Linked DNA regions of Sus scrofa: all the other regions are linked to region 3. A link is a contact called in public Hi-C and promoter capture Hi-C data. All regions are on one chromosome and are shown on one strand. Each heading gives the region's core, a stretch centred on a gene start, on an enhancer-like site or on the middle of the called end of the contact. The rest is flanking DNA. Distances are from core to core; before and after follow the strand shown.

What was found. Promoter capture Hi-C pulls out the DNA fragments that hold promoters and counts their contacts. A called contact is a pair of places that touch in the nucleus more often than the background predicts.
Region 1: a Hi-C map of liver shows a contact between it and region 3, with 5 times the contacts expected there. The contact joins the promoter of CYLD here to the enhancer-like site in region 3. A contact is called at or near these places in 6 of 47 Hi-C or Micro-C datasets (blood, liver and skeletal muscle) and 1 of 2 datasets of contacts at active chromatin or transcription factors (alveolar macrophages).
Region 2: a promoter capture Hi-C map of liver shows a contact between it and region 3, with 4 times the contacts expected there. The contact joins the promoter of NKD1 here to the enhancer-like site in region 3. A contact is called at or near these places in 2 of 5 promoter capture datasets (fetal liver and liver) and 8 of 47 Hi-C or Micro-C datasets (alveolar macrophages, embryonic fibroblasts, epiblast stem cells and 4 more).

The regions. Positions count from the first base shown.
Region 1 is chr6:34,120,548-34,123,661 of Sscrofa11.1, forward strand. It overlaps CYLD (ubiquitin carboxyl-terminal hydrolase CYLD), which reads right to left and starts at 1,392. Exons shown (of 18, transcript XM_021094191.1): 1 at 582-1,392; 2 at 1-34.
Region 2 is chr6:34,318,180-34,321,025 of Sscrofa11.1, forward strand. It overlaps NKD1 (protein naked cuticle homolog 1), which reads right to left and starts at 1,405. Exons shown (of 10, transcript XM_021094196.1): 1 at 1,157-1,405; 2 at 996-1,028; 3 at 156-289. The coding sequence starts at 1,181.
Region 3 is chr6:34,190,620-34,193,476 of Sscrofa11.1, forward strand. No RefSeq gene overlaps it. Among named protein-coding and RNA genes, the nearest start is that of SNX20, 15 kb to the left of the region's middle. Within about 2 kb of position 1,427, at least 24 of the 83 cell types and tissues checked have an H3K27ac peak or open chromatin away from gene starts, as enhancers often do. A contact at or near this core is called in alveolar macrophages, liver and subcutaneous adipose tissue, where this site is marked.

The DNA of each region.
Region 1 (3,114 bases), core at 142-2,641, 70 kb before region 3:
GTATAAAACCATCCTCACCCTGGAAAGGGGGAAACTGAAAGAAAAAGCACAACACGCCATTAAGGAGGCCAGAACCCCGACTGCTCTTCCTGGACGGGAGCCACAAACACCCTAAAACCGATCGACCGATACGCCCCAAAGCACCGATGTGACATATTACAGCCTAGGCTCTCGATGCCAACCCTGGCTGTCGGGAGCCGGCCAGTGGCCGGTGCCTCGGTTTCGCCACCTGTAAATGGGGGGGGACCCAAGGGGGAGACGGTTTCCTGCGCTGCTCCCACCCCAAAGTCCTCTCTTCTCCGGAGGTCCCGGCGGCGGCGACATGGTCCCACGATTCGGGAGCCCTCTCAGGAAGGCCCCGGGGGGTGGGGAAGCCCTGGTGGTGGGGAAGCCCGGGCTGACGTCAGTGGGCTCAGCACCCCGCGGGCCTGGCCCTGCTAAGGGCCAGGGCAAGTAACGGGCCGGCGCCGAGGGCCCGACGACCGAAGCGACAGCTCGAGGCGCCCAAAGGCCGGGGAGGGGTGCCCAAGGGGCCGGGCCGCCCGTCGCTCGCCCGCTCGGCCGCCGGCTCACTCACTCACCTTGGGTGGCCGGGCGTCGCCCCTTCCCCAGCCTCGCTAGCCCGAGTCCCAGACCAGCCCTGGCGCCCCACACCCACCGCCCTAGTATTTACCTCCGACGCGCGGAGCCCCGCGCAGCCTAACCTGCTACCTGGGCCCGCCCCCACCTGCCCCGCCTCCGAACCGCCCAGGGAGGGAGGGAGGGAGCGGGGGCGGTAGGGACAACCGTCGCGCTAACCAATCGCCGCCGGAACTATGTTCCTGCGCACGCTCTGATTGGGCCTCCCTGTGACAGACCTTCCTCCAATGGCTGCCAGCCCGGAGCGGACTGAAGGGACTTTCCGCTCGGTCAAGCTCGGTGGAGCCAAAGGGAAAGCGGAGGGGCGGGGAGGAGAAAATGGGGGATGGGGGCGGGGAGCTCAGGCTGATTGGACTAAAGATTGTCGGTGCCGTAGCACCATTGGCTGATACCGGAGCCAGGGCGGGGCCCTGTGCTGCTCCCGGTTCCACCTCCCAGGCCCAGGTCTTGGCTTCAGGCTTAGCTGTCAAAACTCCTGTTGGTTGCGAGTTTGGGGCTAGGGTGGGGAGCAACCCAGAAGCCAGGTGGGAATGCTTTTAGGATTCCATGAAAAAGCAAAGCTTTAGAACGAGACCTAGGTTTGAGTCCTTTGAACTTTCATTTAGCAACTGCAAGACATGGGGAACTCACAACTACTCTGAGCCTCAGTTTCCCCATCTGTAAAATGGAGATAACCGTATCACCTGTCTTACAGGAGCGTTGTGAAATATCGTATGTAAAGGTCCTGACACACAGCAGGAGCTCGGCAATATTAAGTCTTTTCTTCGCCCTCGGATTCTGTCTGGGACCCGTGTTTCTGAACCTCTGTTGCCCCCTCTTCCCAGTTTGGAGACAGGTTTCCCTAGAATGGTGGAGAAGGAATTTCCATAGGCCTCCTCTCTCAGCTCTGCACCCCTGGCCCTCAGCCAGCACTTGGGGTATAGTTAAGGATCTTTCAATTAGAAGGGAGGTTTCTGATTCCCAAAAGTGCTCAAAATATTTAAGGAAGTGCTTTTTATAAGCAGTCCCAGAGCCTTGCAGCATGCCTTGCTGCACTGGATACTCCTGTTAATTAATTCCTTCTCCTTTGACATTTTAAGTACCAATTATAGGAGAAGGTGATTAATACTGAAGAAGGAAGGTAGGGGTGTGTGTGTGTGTGTGTGTGTGTGTGTGTTTAATCATGAGAGGGAAAATTTCCCCAGTGGAAAGTGACATTTCTGAAGATCTGGGGAATTTAAACCATTGAGTACATAAAAGAAGTCACATGAATGATTACCTAACAGTACTAGTAAACAAGCCACCCATCTCCATGACCATAAACACCCAGAATGAAATGGACATCTTTTGAAACCCTCAGCCTCAATCCACTCTTGCTCCTCTGTGAACTGAAGTTTGGCCCTTGCCATCTGTCTCTACGTGGAGTAAAATATGAGCCACTGAAGCTACCAAACCGAAGCAGCCCCAGAGCTCAGGGTGGAGACCGGGACTGAGGCCCTCTGTGCTCTGGGAAAACTGGAAGAACGGGTCCTCGGATACTTAGCTATCTTTAGGAGAGGATTTTCTGAGCCCAATACTTGCATCTCCTCATGTCCAGAAAAACACTGAAACCATCAATGATGACTGATGTCTCTGACTAGTTGTAACCTTCACGAGACCAGCAGCCAACTTTCACAAAATGCGTGCATGGCTGCAGGCACTGCCCCCTTCACCTTTACGACGTATCTCGATACCCCTCCTTTCCTCTTTGAGGCATTATTTCAGAGCTATCCGAAATACTGCCTCCATGGAGTTCCCGTCGTGGCGCAGTGGTTAACGAATCCGACTAGGAACCATGAGGTTGCGGGTTCGGTCCCTGCCCTTGCTCAGTGGGTTAACGATCCGGCGTTGCCGTGAGCTGTGGTGTAGGTTGCAGACTCGGCTCGGATCCCGCGTTGCTGTGGCTCTGGCATAGGCCGGTGGCTACAGCTCCAATTCGACCCCTAGTCTGGGAACCTCCATATGCCGCGGGAGCGGCCCAAAGAAATAGCAAAAAAAAAAAAAAAGAAATACTGCCTCCTGGGCTGTAGTTCAGTGGACAAAAGATGTCAAGGTCATCTGTGAGAACAGCCACCCCCAAGGATGGGCCAGTGAGCCCTGAGGGAACTCAGGAAAGAAACAAAGAAGACTAGCCCACAGCCGAGGTGCATATCAAAGGAGTGATTCCAGTAAGCCCAGATCCTTATTAGATCTTCCCATAGAAACAGATTTTCTGTAAATCTGGTTCTCTGTAAATCTGTTGTTCCTACTGCCTTCCCTTTGTTGCAAAAACTCGTATATCCTAGCTTCCCCCCTTGCTCCCTCGCTTCGGTTTCTCAGGGCTACCTGAGATGCTGTCTCCTGGGCTCAAGTCCTAATTTCACCCCCAATAAAACTTAACTCTCAACTTTCAGGTTGAGCACTTCTTTAGTCGACACCTCCTTAATCCATCCTCACCCCCAAGTCTGTGATCGCACT
Region 2 (2,846 bases), core at 155-2,654, 130 kb after region 3:
CCCCCTGGCATGGGGGTACAGGGTCATGTCAATGGGGCAAGGACAGCTGAGAAGGATTTCTGAACTTAGAAGCTGTGCCAAGAGGGTGCTAAAAGTTGGGATGCGGATGGAGACCCAGCTCTGAGGTTGGGAGGGGGGGTAGATGGAAATCGTACCCGGGTTCCTCTGCCAACGGTGCCCACCGCCCGCAGCTGTCGGGGTCCGGAGCTGCCACCCGGGCAGCGCTGCCTCCCGATCCACTCTTCGATGCCTTTCCGAGCCCAGGCGGCGCTCACTGCGAAGCTGTCACCTGGAGCGGGGACGACAGGAAGCCCCTGAGTCTGGCCCCCTAGGCTGAAAGTTACCCAAGAAAGGAGAGAGGGGAGAAAGAGTGGGCGAGGCAGAGGCGGCGGGACTGGGATGGTATGGAGAACAGAGCACAGTCCGAGAGAGGGACGCGGGTAATCGGAAGAAGGGGGTCCAGCGAAATCCCAAGAGCAGAGACTCTGAGGGGAGAGCCAAGGGGAAGCAATACCCCAGGACCGAAGAGCGAGCGACACAGGCCAGAACGGCGGAGGCGAGAGATGCGGGTCGGAAAACCCGCGCACTGAACATGGGGTGAGGGGATGAGGGGAACTGAGGGTCAGGAGAGGGGGTGCAGGGGGCGCAGGAGCCAAGATCTCGGGGCAGAGAGCCGAGGGCCGGAAAGAGAAGGGGCAAGGGTCTTGGAGAGGGGGCTTGGGAGTCTGAAAAGGGGGTGCAGTGAGCGCGGGGTTGAGGTACTCCAAGAGGAGGGGTTGAGGGTCAGAGGAGCTAGCACAGGCTTGCTGGTGGAGAGAGCTGGGACAGAGCTGGGGGCACAAAGTCTCCTCCCAAGAGCGGGTTTGTGAGACCGGTGGCTGGAGTTGGGGATGAGGGTGGCCCTGGTAATAAGATCCCCGCGGGTTAGGCCATTCCGCCGACGCCCGCGGTGCTTCCCAGTCTGTCCCCCCCGTCGGTGCCCAGCGCGCCCCTACCTTCCGGGCTCTCCCTGCGCTTGCACACGGCGGCTGCAGGCACATCGCGCGCGGCGGCGGCGGCGGCGGGAGCCGGAAAGAAAGGAGAGGCAGAGAGTTAGCAGTCGCGGGGGCGAGGGCGGCGGGAGGCAAGGGGCCGGCGCGCGGGCGGGGACACTGACCCGGCTTGGAGTGAAGTTTCCCCATGCTGGGGGTGCAGCGGGCGGGGGCGTCCCTAAGCCATGCGCCCGGCCCGAGGGCCCTACGGCTCGCAGCCCCTCGCCTCGCTCTCCTCCTCCCGGAGCAGCCTCAGAGCAGAGCGGAGCCCGAGGCGGCGCCGGGACGCGTTCCTGCTGCCGCCGCCGCTACCGGACTGACGCCCGGGCGCGCCGTGCCCCCAGCCCGCCGCCGCTGCCCGCGCCTCCCCGCGCGCCCATTGGCCGGGCGCGGCGCATCAAAGGCGAGGCGAGCAGCAGAGGGGGAGGGCTTGGGGCGGGGCTGGCGAGCTGGGGGCGGAGCATGGAGAGGCGCTGCAGGACTAGACACAGCGCCCCCCTCCAGGCTGCTGTCTCTGACCCCGCCGGGGGCTGGGGACCAGGGATTGGAGACCCGGGGTGAGGGAAAGTGAAGGAGCTCCGGCCAGTAGGAGTACTGCTGGGTCCGGTCCTCTCTTAAAACAACCGATCCTCTCGCTAACAGTGCTGTGCAATCCCTCAGTTCAGTTTTTCCTTGAAGCGGAGAGGAGGACTCAGCGGCTCCAATTAACAGGTGATGAAACTGAGGTCGGAGAGGAGACGCTGCTCTGTGCCCCTGCTGCTTTGCCCCTCCCAGTCTTGCACGACCTGACTTTTGCAGAAAGTGTTCTCTTATTACTCAACCCCGTGCCTGCCCCCTCCCCTCCCTCGACCTCTGGGTTTGGGTTTGGTTGTTCTGGAGAAGCCCTACTGCGCCTCCGGCCAGCTGTGGGTCCAGCCAACTCCCAGCAGCTGCAAGTGTCCAAAAGCCACGAGTAGCCAGCCAATCGCTCTGTGTCCTCATCCAGGGGCCCGTGGGTGCCCGCCGGGGGTCGGGGCACGCTGCCAGCTGTGCGGCCCGGAAGGGGGTAACCGCTGGGCCTTTGATCTTCCTTGGTTTCCGCTCCCCGCTGTCGTTCGCCAGACCCAAGGGCTTGTTTGTTTTGTCTGGGGAGGTCTCTGCGGAGGGGAGGGCGACATCAAGGGGTTCCACTCTACCTTTGTGGTTCTCTGAGAGAACGCCTGCTCTGCTAAGGACACTGTGGGCCTGTTAAGTTCGTCCTAGTACTCGGCAGTCTGGGCGTGGGAAAAGAAAACCATGCAATCGGAATGAGGAGACCAGCTCGGCTCCCTTGCACTGAATTCTCTGCAGAAGCCTCAGTGTTCTGGTCTGTAAAATGGAGGCTCATTTCTGCCCTTTTGGCCAACTCCTTAGAAGAGCACTTCCTGATCATGTGAGCAACATATGTAATTTCTAAGCTTTCTAGTAGCCAAATTAAAAAAAAAAAAAAGTATAAGAAACAGATGAGGAGTTCCCGTTGTGGCTCAGTGGTTAACGAATCTGACTAGGAACCATGAGGTTGAGGGTTCGATCCCTGGCCTTGCTCAGCAGGTTAAGGATCCAGCATTGCCGTGAGCTGTGGTGTAGGTTGCAGATGCGACTGGGATCCCACGTTGCTGGTGCTGTGGTGTAGGCAGGCAGTTGTAGCTCTGATTAGACGCCTAGCCTGGGAACCTCCATGTGCCAAGAGTGCAGCCCTAGAAAAGGCAAAAAGACAAAAAAAAAAAAAAAAAAGAGAAAGAAAGAACAAAAGAAACATGAAACTCATGTTAATAGATTTTATTTAGCCCATCAAAA
Region 3 (2,857 bases), core at 177-2,676:
TCGATCTCTGGCCTCGCTCAGTGGGTTAAGGATCCAGCATTGCCGTGAGCTGTGGTGTAGGTGGCATATGCGGCTTGGATCTGGCGTTGCTGTGGCTGTGCTGTAGGCCGGCAGCTGTACCTCCAATTTGACCCCTAGCCTGGGAACCTTCATATGCCAAGGGTGTGGCTCTAAAAAGAAAAAAAAAAAAAAACAAATAACAGAGAGAGAGAGAGAGACTGAGATGGGAGTTCCCTGGTGGGTCAGTAGGTTAAGGATTGGACACTACCACTGCTGTGGCTCTGGTTAAGCTGTGGTGCGGGTTCAATCACTGGCCCATGAGCTACTATATGCCTCAGGTATGGTTAAAGAAAGAAAGAAAGAAAGAGAGGAGTTCCTGTCATGGCTCAGTGGAAACAAATCTGACTAGTATCCATGAGGACATGGGTTCAATCCCTGGCCTTGCTCGGTGATCTGGCATTGCTGTGAGCTGTGGTGTAGGTCACAAACACAGCTTGGATCTGGCATTGCTGTGGCTGCGGTGTAGGAAGGCAGCTGTAGCTCCAATTAGACCCCTAGCCTGGGAACCTCCATATGCCGAAACTGCGGCCCTGAAAAAAAAACAGAGACAGACAGACAGACAGAGACAAGCCTTAGAGACCCATGATCATCACACCAAGACTTCTCACCGATTTACTCAGAAAGAAAGGCAAATACTGCAAAGGGAAATCAGCCTCTGACCACATGGCCTGGATCACCCGTCTGAGATGTGCATCATCCCAGACCAGCTGGAGTCTCGCTCCCTCTCTTTAGCCCCCTGGCCCTGGCCCCGTCCCCGCACCCCGGATCAGCCCTGCTTGCTGCCCAGCTCCTCAGCTGTGGGTCTGGTTTCAGCTTTGGTTGGCATCCTCGGCTTTCCACCCCCAGTTGGGAGGTGGTACCCAGGCTCCAGCTCTGGGCTTTGCACCCTGATAGCAGGTAAGACCCTCAAGTGAGGGAAAGTTCTGGTTTCATCAGAGCCAGAACCTGTCCTCTAGTTGGTGTCACTGGGTCCCCCGTTAAGAGCAAGAAAATACCCTCCCTGGAAGAAGATCTGGGCGAGCCCCACCCACCTGGTCAGCACTGGGGCTGCTCACCAGCCTTACCCATCTGTCTGTGTATGACTCATCTCTGAACAAACAGCAGTGGATGACACTTCTACGCTATGGCAGACCCTGCATAGAGCTCGGGGCACAGTGGTAAACAGGACAGATCGGGCCCCTGCCCTCATGAAGCTGCTACGTGAGAAGGGAACCACTCACAGAGCACACTGAAGCAGGAACAGAAGGGTCTCCCTCAGCCGCATGGTCAGGGAGGGCTTCTTGGAAGAGGTGTTTAATGGAGTCACAGGAGAGGCTGAGGAGGCGGCCAGGGCAGCGTGGGGAGGGGAGAATTTTTAAGCAGAAGGAAAGCGGAAGCACAGCCCTGAGGCAGGAACTTCCTCTGTCCCCGGGGAGCCTCGACCCAGGCCTGGGCCCAGAGAAGGGGGCAGGCAGGCCCCAGGCATCCCTTCTGAGGTGTGCCACCTGGCTGTGCCCGCTGAGAGGAAGTGCTCCAGGTGCCAACAGAAAGACGCCTGGTGAGCCCATCTGTGCCGTGGCTCGTCTCCAGGAACTGACTCTTTGCAAGGTGAATAAGCTGGGAGCTCGTGTTTAGGGCACACAGACCCTTTGGGTTTACAAGTGACAGAAAGTCAGGGTAAGCTGACAAGGAGGAATTTATTTCCTGAAAAGTCCAGGAATAGATGGCTCCAAGCCAGGTTGGAACCACAGCCTCAGACCATCCACACCCAGTGTCCTACTCACTTTCGCTTTCTCTCTTGGTTTTACTTTCCTGGGCTTTGCCTTCTCTCTCGACAAGCTCTCCTCCTGGTGACAAGATGGCTGAAGCTGTGCCAGGCTCACCTGCCCCTTCTCGGATCCCCAGGTGAAGCCGCACGGCTCCTGTGACGCCCTGGTCTGTAGGATGTGTGCAAAACACCTGCCCACCTGTCCTTTCCTGAGGCGCCCAGTGCTGACCACAATGAACTTGCCCAACCTTCACCAGAAATCCGTCTTTATGTACTGTTTTGTAATCTGCTTTTTTATTTTTTTGGCCACACCTGTGGCATATGGAAATTCCCAGGCCGGGGATCGAATCCACGCCACAGCAGCAACCCCAAGCTGCTCCAGTGACAACACTGGGTCCTTAATCCACTGTGCCACAAGAGAACTCCTTGTTTTGTTTGTTTTTTCTTTGTAGGGCCACACTGGCAGCATATGGAAGTTCCTGGGTTAGGGGTTGAATGGGAGCTGCAGCTGCAGCCCATGCCACAGCCACAAAAATGCTGCCGCACCTGTTACCTATGCCCAGCTTGTGGAATGCTGGATCTTTAACCCACTGAGCAAGGCCGGGGATCCAACCCGCATCCTTATGGCGCCTACACTGTGTCCTTAACCCGATGAGCCATGATAGAACTCTGTGATTTTTACATTTTTAAATAGACTTTTAAATTTTCAAAAATTATTTATTTTGGCCACACCCATGGCATGCAGAAGTTCCCAGGCCAGGGATCAAACCTGCGCCACAGCGGTGACCCGAGCCCACAGCAGTGACAACATCCAATCCTTAACCACTAGGCCGCCAGGGAACTCCTAAATACACTTTTCAAAAAAAAAAAATTGTTGTTGTTGTAGTTACTTCTTTTTGCATTTTTAAAAGTTTGATGGAAGTATAGTTGATTTACCCTGTGATCCTTTCTGCTGTACAACAAAGTGGTTCCGTTATCCATGTACACACATCCATTCTCTGTCAGATTCTGCACCCATGCTGATGATCAGAGAATACTGGGTGGAGTTCT